Regions from separate parts of the Pan troglodytes genome. Here region 1 is linked to region 2. A link is a contact called in public HiChIP or PLAC-seq data. All regions are on one chromosome and are shown on one strand. The core of a region is the stretch at or near the end of the contact, and the rest is flanking DNA. Distances in the headings are between cores, read along the strand shown.

Region 1 (4,271 bases), core at 1,762-4,261, 190 kb after region 2:
AAACCACAGTGGCACATGTTTACCTATGTAACAAACCTGCACATCCTACACATGTACCCCTGAACTTAAAATAAAAGTTGGAGAGAAAAAAAAAAAGAAACTAATTTTGCCGCTCAGCACCTTCAAACATGACCTACCTCTCCAAAAGTAGACTGATGTCTAAACCATAAAGCCATTTTACTGAGTCTCCCTAAGAAATGTGACGTCTGGCCGGGCACAGTGGTTCACGCCTGTAATCCCAGCACTTTGGGAGGCCGAGGCAGGCGGATCACAAGGTAAGAAGTTCAAGGCCACCCTGGCCAACATGGTGAAATCCTGTGTCTACTAAGAATTTTTAAAAAATTAGCCAGGCGTGGTGGCACGTGCCTGTAATCCCAGCTACTTTGGAAGCTAAGGCAGGAGAATTGCTTGAACCCAGGAGGCGGAGGTTGCAGTGAGCCTCAGATCACACCAGGGAAACAGTATGAAACTCCCTCTCAAAAAAAAAAAAAAAGTGCTGGGCGCAGTGGCTCACGCCTGTAATCCCAGCACTCTGGGAGGCCAAGGCGGGCGGGTCATCTGAGGTCGGGAGTTTGAGACCAGCCTGACCAACATGGAGAATCCCCATCTCTACTAAAAATACAAAATTCGCTGGGCATGGTGGCGGGTGCCTGTAATCCCAGCTACTTGGGAGGCTGAGGCAGGAGAATCGCTTGAACCTGGGAGGCAGAGGTTGCAGTGAGCCGAGATCCCGCCATTGCATTCCAGCCTGGGCAACAAGAGCGAAACTCCGTCTCAAAAAAAAAAAAAAATGTGGTGGGATGGGAACTTACAATTGTGATCCTTCCTCTGTCCATTTGAGATGAGTGTGTATCTCCTACAACTCAGAAGTGTCTTTTTCAAGGACCTGAAGGCCATTCTATTGAAATGTAATATCAGGAAGGACAGAGCCTCTGTCTCCCAGTCTCTGCAGGAGAACAGAGTCCTAACTTTCACCATTGCCAGCGAGCACACGGAGCTGCCTAATCACATTTACCATGACCAACCCTTTGGAATTTTTTATTTCCCTTATTCTGCTGAAGCCCTCACCGTTTCCCTCCACTCCCTCATTCTCCCTTTAAGCCAGACATGGTGGAGCACGCCTGCAGTCCCAGCTACTCTGGAGGCTGAGGGGGAAGATTGCCTCAGGTCAGGAGTTTGAGGCCATAGCGAGACCCCATCTCAAGAAAGCAGAAAACCAAAACCACAAAAAACATCAGTCACCTCTGCACAAACAGAAGTTTCAGTTGGTTCACACTGGGCTCTCCGCCCTATCAGTAGTATATTGTTAATTAAAATCTGGCCTTACTATTTGAACTAGTGTTGGGATGTTTGATACTAACTAGCACAGTGCCTAACCCACGGAAGCTTCAGAATTATGTGCTGAGTGGATAATGTGCTGGATGTCCCCACTGAGCACATCAGATCCTGCACCCAGTGCAGTAGTCAAGACTGAGCTGCAAATGACAGACACCCAACTCAAACATCTACTCAGGCTAGTCAAAGGTAGGAATTGGGGCCAGGCATGGTGGCTCACACCTGTAATCCCAGCACTTTGGGAGGCTGAGTTAGGCAGATCACTTGCAGTCAGGAATTCGAGACCAGCCTGGACAACATGGTGAAACCCTGTCTCTACTAAAAATACAAAAATTAGCTGGGCGTGGTGGCATGTGCCTGTAGCCCCAGCTACTTGGGAGGCTGAGGCAGGAGAATCGCTTGAACTTGGGAGGTGGAGGTTGCAGTGAGCCCAGATCGCGCCACTGCACTCCAGCCTAGGCAACAGAGTGAGGCTCTGTCTCAAAAAAAAAAAAAAAAAAAAAAAAAAAAAAAAAAAAAAAAGGTGGGAATTCATTGACTCTTGCAACCAGGGGATGCAGAGTCAGTATCAGCTTCAGGGACAGCCGGATCTAGAGGGCTCAGACAATGTTGTTCAGACCATCTCTTGCTCCCTCCTTTAGTGCTGCTTATCCATCTCTATGTGTCTTTATAAGTTGGTCTCATTTTCTCCAGCCACAGACAGGGTAAGCCCTCTCCACCCAGCGTAAAGATGGCTCCCAGTTGCCTTATATCCCATTCCTTAGGCTTGAGATCCAAAAGAATGCTCCTTCCTCTCAGCATCTAGACAGTAATCTCATGGAAGGCCTGTGATTGGTTCTGCAGAGTCGAAAGCCCACAGCCTGCCGCTCGCCATCCTATGGGGTGAGGGGCAGTCCCTCCAATCACATGGGATGGGAAGTCGATTCCCCAACCAAAAAAAGGATGTTGAGCTGAGAAAAACAACAGATGTCAGAGGAGTATCCCGGAGAAGCTGGGATGGGGCCAATCAGAGGGAGGCGGAGGAGGATGCTGGTATCAGTGGGAGGTGCTGTGGAAAGGCAGGGCTGAGTGGAGAAGGCCCTGGGGACACAGGGAAGGAGGACAGCCTGCAGCCTCCGGTGAGGAAAGTCCGCCTGTAGGTGGTGGCTCACAGCAGGAGAGGCAAGACAGTCCCGTGCTAGACAAGGCGCTTCCATTATTTAATCCTCCCAAACACCTTAGAAGGAAGACACTATTGTAATCCCCCTTATAGAGACAGAAAACAGCTCAGAGGGGCTCAGTAACTCGCCCAGGGTCACACAGGTAGGAAGGGGCAGTGCTGGGATTTCTGACTCCCGCCTAAGTTGGATCACCCATAGTCAGAATGTGCACCACGTACCTCGACTTTTCTCTCGTCCGTTTGCAATATCTGAGAATACATAGCAAGGAGGTAAAGCTGTCACCACAGAGCAACCTTGGGCGAGCCTTGGCCCTCTCGAGACTTTAGTCATCACATCTTTGAAATGGGTACAATTTTGCCTCCCGGACTCACGGCAAGCCGCTGGATCTTCGAAGCGCCCAGGGAGCTACGCGCATGCGCGAGGCTGCGGGGGCGGGCACAGGGGAACGCGGGGGAGGGCACAGGGGAGCGCGGGGGAGGTGCGCGCGCGCTCCGGCGCTTTCAAAAGTTACCTGGCGGGTGGGGCTGGAGTTGAGGGAGTTACCAGCTGCGCGCGCGCCGGCCCCACCCTCAGCCTCTTCAGGCACCTGTTGGCTTGAGGGTCGACTCGGCCGCAGATGCCATCCAATAGGCAGCCTCCCTGACCCAGTCCGGCCCCGCCCAACGCCTAGATCCACCAGTCCCCGGGCGGCCGCGTTCCCCTCCCTCGGAGGGCCCGCCCCTCTGGGCGCTTCTTCCGGGTGGGGCCCCGGGCCGAGGCGATGGCGCCCTGGGCGCTCCTCAGCCCTGGGGTCCTGGTGCGGACCGGGCACACCGTGCTGACCTGGGGAATCACGCTGGTGCTCTTCCTGCACGATACCGGTGAGCCGGACCCCGAGCGACCCCGGACCCACCCGATCCCGCGTACTTCCCCAGACGTTCTGGTCTCACTGGGTCTCCCGCCTAATCCCTGGAGATCCTGGGATTGGCCCGATCTCCGCCAGCTCCTGAAGCCCTCTCCCCATCTATCATTCCAAGAGCCACCTGCTCTCTGCCTGATACCCCGTTGATCCCTAATTAATCCCAGCATCTTCCTGATCATTGCCAAATGCCCTGTCCATCCCAGGACCCAGCCGGTGCCCACCAGATCCAAGGACCGACTTGAGCCCCATGTCCCCTGATCCTGGGACCCACATGATCCTTCCCAGGAACTGACCCCAAATCTTCCTATCCATACGATTAGGAGGCTCAACTAGATGCAAAGATTGGCATTCTGCCCACACCCACACCCTCCACACCCCCATGGCCACTAGCTGCCCAAGTCCAGGCAAACCCTCAGGCCAGAGAACACCCCATGGGGTGCGGCCTGTCTCCCATCTTCCCACAGATTCACCCACCCACCCACCTCCATTTCCCTCATTCCTCTTAGTAGCCCCCTACCCAGCGCCTCACCTGCCACAGGCAGCCTCCCCCACTGTCCCCCACAGCAGACCCCAGCCCTCCTTCCATGGCAGTCCAGCCTCAGTTTCTGGACTGGGGCCCCTTCTGGCTTTCCTCCCAAGACAGACCTCCTCCACCACCTTCACCCTTTAGCCTAAAAACTTGCTCAGGTCTCCGTATCAGAAAACCCCCCTCAAAACCCACCCTTTCTTCTCTGCTCCCCCTTACAACCAAGGGACACGGGATTTGTCTACACTCTGCTGTCTGGTGGTCTCATGCCCCCTCACTCCTTGCCCTGCACCCTACCTCCCCAAAATCCTGTCACCTCCCTGGGCTGAAGCCTGCTGGACCCTTCCTT
Region 2 (3,800 bases), core at 1,151-3,650:
TGGCAGGCTGGGCGCGGTGGCTCATGCCTTGTTGTCCCAGCACTTTGGAAGGCCAAGGCAGGAGGATCGCTTTAGCCGAGGAGCTCTGGACCAGCCTGGGCAACAAAGTGAGACTCCATCTCTGCAAAAATAAAAATAGGACCGGGCATGGTGGCTCACGCCTGTAATCCCAGCACTTTGGGAGGCCAAGGCAGGCGGATCACTTGAGGTCAAGAGTTCAAGACCAGTCTGGCCAACATGGTGAAATCCTGTCTCTACTAAAAATACAAAATTAGCCAGGTGTGGTGGCGCATGCCTGTAATCCCAGCTATTCGGGAGGCTAAGGTAGGAGAGTCATTTGAACCTGGGAGGCAGAGGTTGTGGTGAGCCAAGATTGTGCCATTGCACTCCAGCCTGGGCAACAAGAGCAAAACTCCGTCTCAATAAAAAAAAAAAAAAAAAAAAAAGAGCTGGGCATGCGGGCGAGTGCCTGTGGCAAGACCCCGTCTCCTCCCTACCCTCCCAAAAAAACCTGTCCAGCACTTGATTCGTGGTAGCTGTTGTAACAGACTTTGAAACAAAGCTTCTAGAGCTGTATACGAAAATATTAAGTCTCAGCGTGGGAATGTATGAGTGATTTTTTAAAAGGCTCTTGCACACTAATTCCCACGAGGTAGCCTTTTGTGATTGGACGAACATGGGCCCTCCTGGGCCCCTCGCAGGCCCCGCCCCCTCCTGGGCGCTGCGCCCCCCAACAGCGTTGCCGACTCCCGCCCAGGGCTGAACTGGTGGGTTCCGAGGCCTTATTCTCGTTTTTGGTCAAACACACACGTCCCCACCCCACCCCACCCTGGGTCCTGTGATCTAGACACCCAGGGCTATGTGTGAAGAAGTCAGGAGGGGTTGCGGTTGGGAACCCGCTCCTCTGGGCTTCAGTTTCGTCCTCGGTAAAATGGGGCAGGGGGTGGGTTGGGCACTGGGACTACTGAAGGTCCGGCAGGGACCCCCCCGCCATGACACTCCCGGCCCCGACTTGCAGCCTCCTACCTTCTGGAGCTGCGAGGGGCTCAGGCAGGCCATGGAGACACTCGGGGCACTGGGTGGTTTCTAAGCGCGGCCTCCTGGTGGGGAGGAGAAAGTTTAGGAGCCTGGGAGGACTTAACCCTTCCCTACCCGGAGAAAACCCGGTCCCACCACCCAACCCTCCTTCCCTAGACACAGCCAGATCAGCCTGTGACCTCCAGACTAATCTCCCCCACCCCCACAACTAATCCAGGATTTGCCCTTTCCCATCTCCAAGGATTTTATCTGCTTCCTCTGTGTTTCTTCTGGAAACCATCCCCCACCACTGCTTACCAGGTGCCGGGAAATTATGCTCTGAGAGGGTCAGGCCAAGCAGCTGGGCTGAGTCCCAGTCCAGGCGCCGCCATTCCCTGTAACTCTGAGGAACGCCTGCCTCTCTCTAGGCCTCAATCTGGATAGAATGGGATGCAGGGTTGGTCTGGGGGATGTGCGGCACCCCCCTTCCCCAGGTAATGGGCATTCCAAAGGTGGAAGAGGTCCTGGGGAGAACTATCTGGGCCCCTCCCAGCACCGATCTGAAACCCTCTCGGCCCTGGGAGGATTATGGAAGGGAATTAACGCACCCGTCTGCAGCTCAGAGGAAAGTAGGAGACATGGGGTATCTTAGTAGGAGGAAGGGGCTGAGAATAGAGAGATGCTTCCTGTTACCCACCCTCAGGCCCAAGATACTTGGCATCTCAAGTCGGGCTGGCACAGTGGAGCTGGGGTCAGAACAACACCTGCAGGCCGGGTGCGGCGGCTCGGGCCTGTAATCCCAGCACTTTGGAGGCAGAGGCGGGCGGATCACGAGTTCAGGAAATCGAGGCCATCCTGGCTAAGACAGTGAAACCCTGTCTCTACTAAAAATACAAAAAATTAGCCGGGTGTGGTGGCGGGCGCCTGTAGTCCCAGCTGCTCGCGAGGCTGAGGCAGGAGAATGGCGTGAACGCGGGAGGCGGAGCTTGCAGTGAGCCGAGATTGGGCCACTGCACTAGAGCCTGGGCGACAGAGCGAGACTCGGTCTCAAAATAAATAAATAAATAATAAATAAAAATACCAAAAACTAGCCGAGCATGGTGGCAGGTGCCTGTAGTCCCAGTTACTCGGGAGGCTGAGGCAGGAGAATCGCTTGAACCCAGGAGGCCGAGGTTGCAGTGAGCCGAGATCATGCCACTGCACTCACTCCAGCCTGGGCGACAGAGTGAGACTCCATCTCAAAAAAACAAAAACAAAAACAAAAAGAGAGAATAACACTTGCACACCACCACCCTTCTCAGCTTGCCCTGCTCAGCAGCTGGCAGGGCCACTCGCTGGCTCTGAAAACCGGCTGCTGCCTTCCCCAAAATGATGCCTTCTGAATGGCGAAGGGACAAAGTGTTTCAGGAGTGTGCATGGGGACACTGCTCAGCCCTCAAGAGCCTTGGCCTCGAGTCAAGTCATGTTTGCTGGGCCACCGCTCTGGGAGCTGCTGCTTGGTCCAGGCCGTCCAGGGGGCAGAGGGGAGCAGTAAATGCAGCTGAGGCTCCTGGTTCAGAGGGGTTAGGCTGGGTGAGGGGCAGGCAGATAACAGAACCACGAGGTTCACTAGAGGCAGGATGTGTTCCCAGCTGTCCTCAACCCTTCTGATGCAACTGCCCAACAAAGACAGATGCCTACCATGTGCCAAGAACACTGAGGTCCCCTCGGACTGGGCCAGCCATTCCCCTGGGAGCCCCCACAGAAAGCTTGTAGTAGAGACTCAGTGAAGCAGACTGTGTTTGCGTCCCAGATGTTCAGGCCTTACTTTCCCAGTCTGTAATTTGGGGCTAGCAGAAGGATCCCCTGTGAGCAGTAAATGAGATGAATGCTTCGCAGCTGATAAAGAGCTTGGCACCAGGCCTGGCGCTGAGTAAGTGCCTACCAACTGGTGAACAAGTTGTTCACCAAATGTTAGCAGGGGCTGTTCTGAGTGGAATATTATTTATTTATTTATTTATTTATTTTTTTAATTTTATTTTTTTTTTGAGACGGAGTCTCGCTCTGTCACCCAGGCTGGAGTGCAGTGGTGCAATCTCGGCTCACTGCAAGCTCCGCCTCCTGGGTTCACGCCATTCTGCCTCAGCCTCCCGAGTAGCTGGGCCTACAGGCGCCTGCCACCACGCCCGGCTAATTTTTTATATTTTTTAGTAGAGATGGGGTTTCACCGTGTTAGCCAGGATGGTCTCAATCTCCTGACCTTGTGATCTGCCTGCCTCGGCCTCCCAAAGTGCTGGGATTACAGGCGTGAGCCACTGCACCTGGCTGGGTGGAATATAATTTAAACAATTTTTTTGAGCTTCCAAAATTGCTGTTACAATCAGAGAGAAGACCACCACAGTGGTTTTAGGCAGAGTGGAGAGCCCTGGGTGGGTGGGGGAGGGGGATGGGAGAGGCCCAGCCTCCCACTAACTGTTCATTCTGCTCAACTTTGGGAAGTGGGTGGGCGGTGTTTCTACATGGTTTTTTCCAAATGTAAACCAGCTCCAGATCGAACTCTCCTGCTCCAGGCGCTGGACAGCCTCAAGGCCAGGGTGGGGGCGGGAGTGGGGTCAGGGGGTGGTGGGAAGGGTACCAAACTGGGGGAGGGACCTCCACCACGGAAACAGAAAAGAAGGCCCCAGCCCGGCAGTCACAGTCCAGCTGCTCAGCCTGTCAGCCCATGGCAGGGGGAGAAGAGGGAGGGAATCTTGGCTCAGGCCTGAGTTCACCTGGAGGGGTCAGAGTCCCCATGGAGGGAGGAG

What was found. HiChIP or PLAC-seq counts read pairs in DNA pulled down with a chosen protein or histone mark.
Region 1: an H3K4me3 HiChIP or PLAC-seq map of stem cell-derived excitatory neurons shows a contact between it and region 2, with 5 times the contacts expected there. The contact joins the promoter of ZDHHC12 here to the promoter of PHYHD1 in region 2. A contact is called at or near these places in 1 of 7 Hi-C or Micro-C datasets (stem cell-derived neural progenitor cells) and 1 of 1 datasets of contacts at active chromatin or transcription factors (stem cell-derived excitatory neurons).

Annotation. Positions count from the first base shown.
Region 1 is chr11:9,729,972-9,734,242 of NHGRI_mPanTro3-v2.0_pri, forward strand. ZDHHC12 (zinc finger DHHC-type palmitoyltransferase 12) reads left to right here and starts at 3,012. Exons shown (of 5, transcript XM_520297.8): 1 at 3,012-3,355. The coding sequence starts at 3,256. It overlaps LOC104008025 (a long non-coding RNA gene), which reads right to left and starts at 2,925. Exons shown (of 2, transcript XR_682449.5): 1 at 2,714-2,925.
Region 2 is chr11:9,535,866-9,539,665 of NHGRI_mPanTro3-v2.0_pri, forward strand. PHYHD1 (phytanoyl-CoA dioxygenase domain containing 1) reads right to left here and starts at 2,401. Exons shown (of 12, transcript XM_009457443.5): 1 at 1,715-2,401; 2 at 1,336-1,453; 3 at 1,027-1,100. The coding sequence starts at 1,059.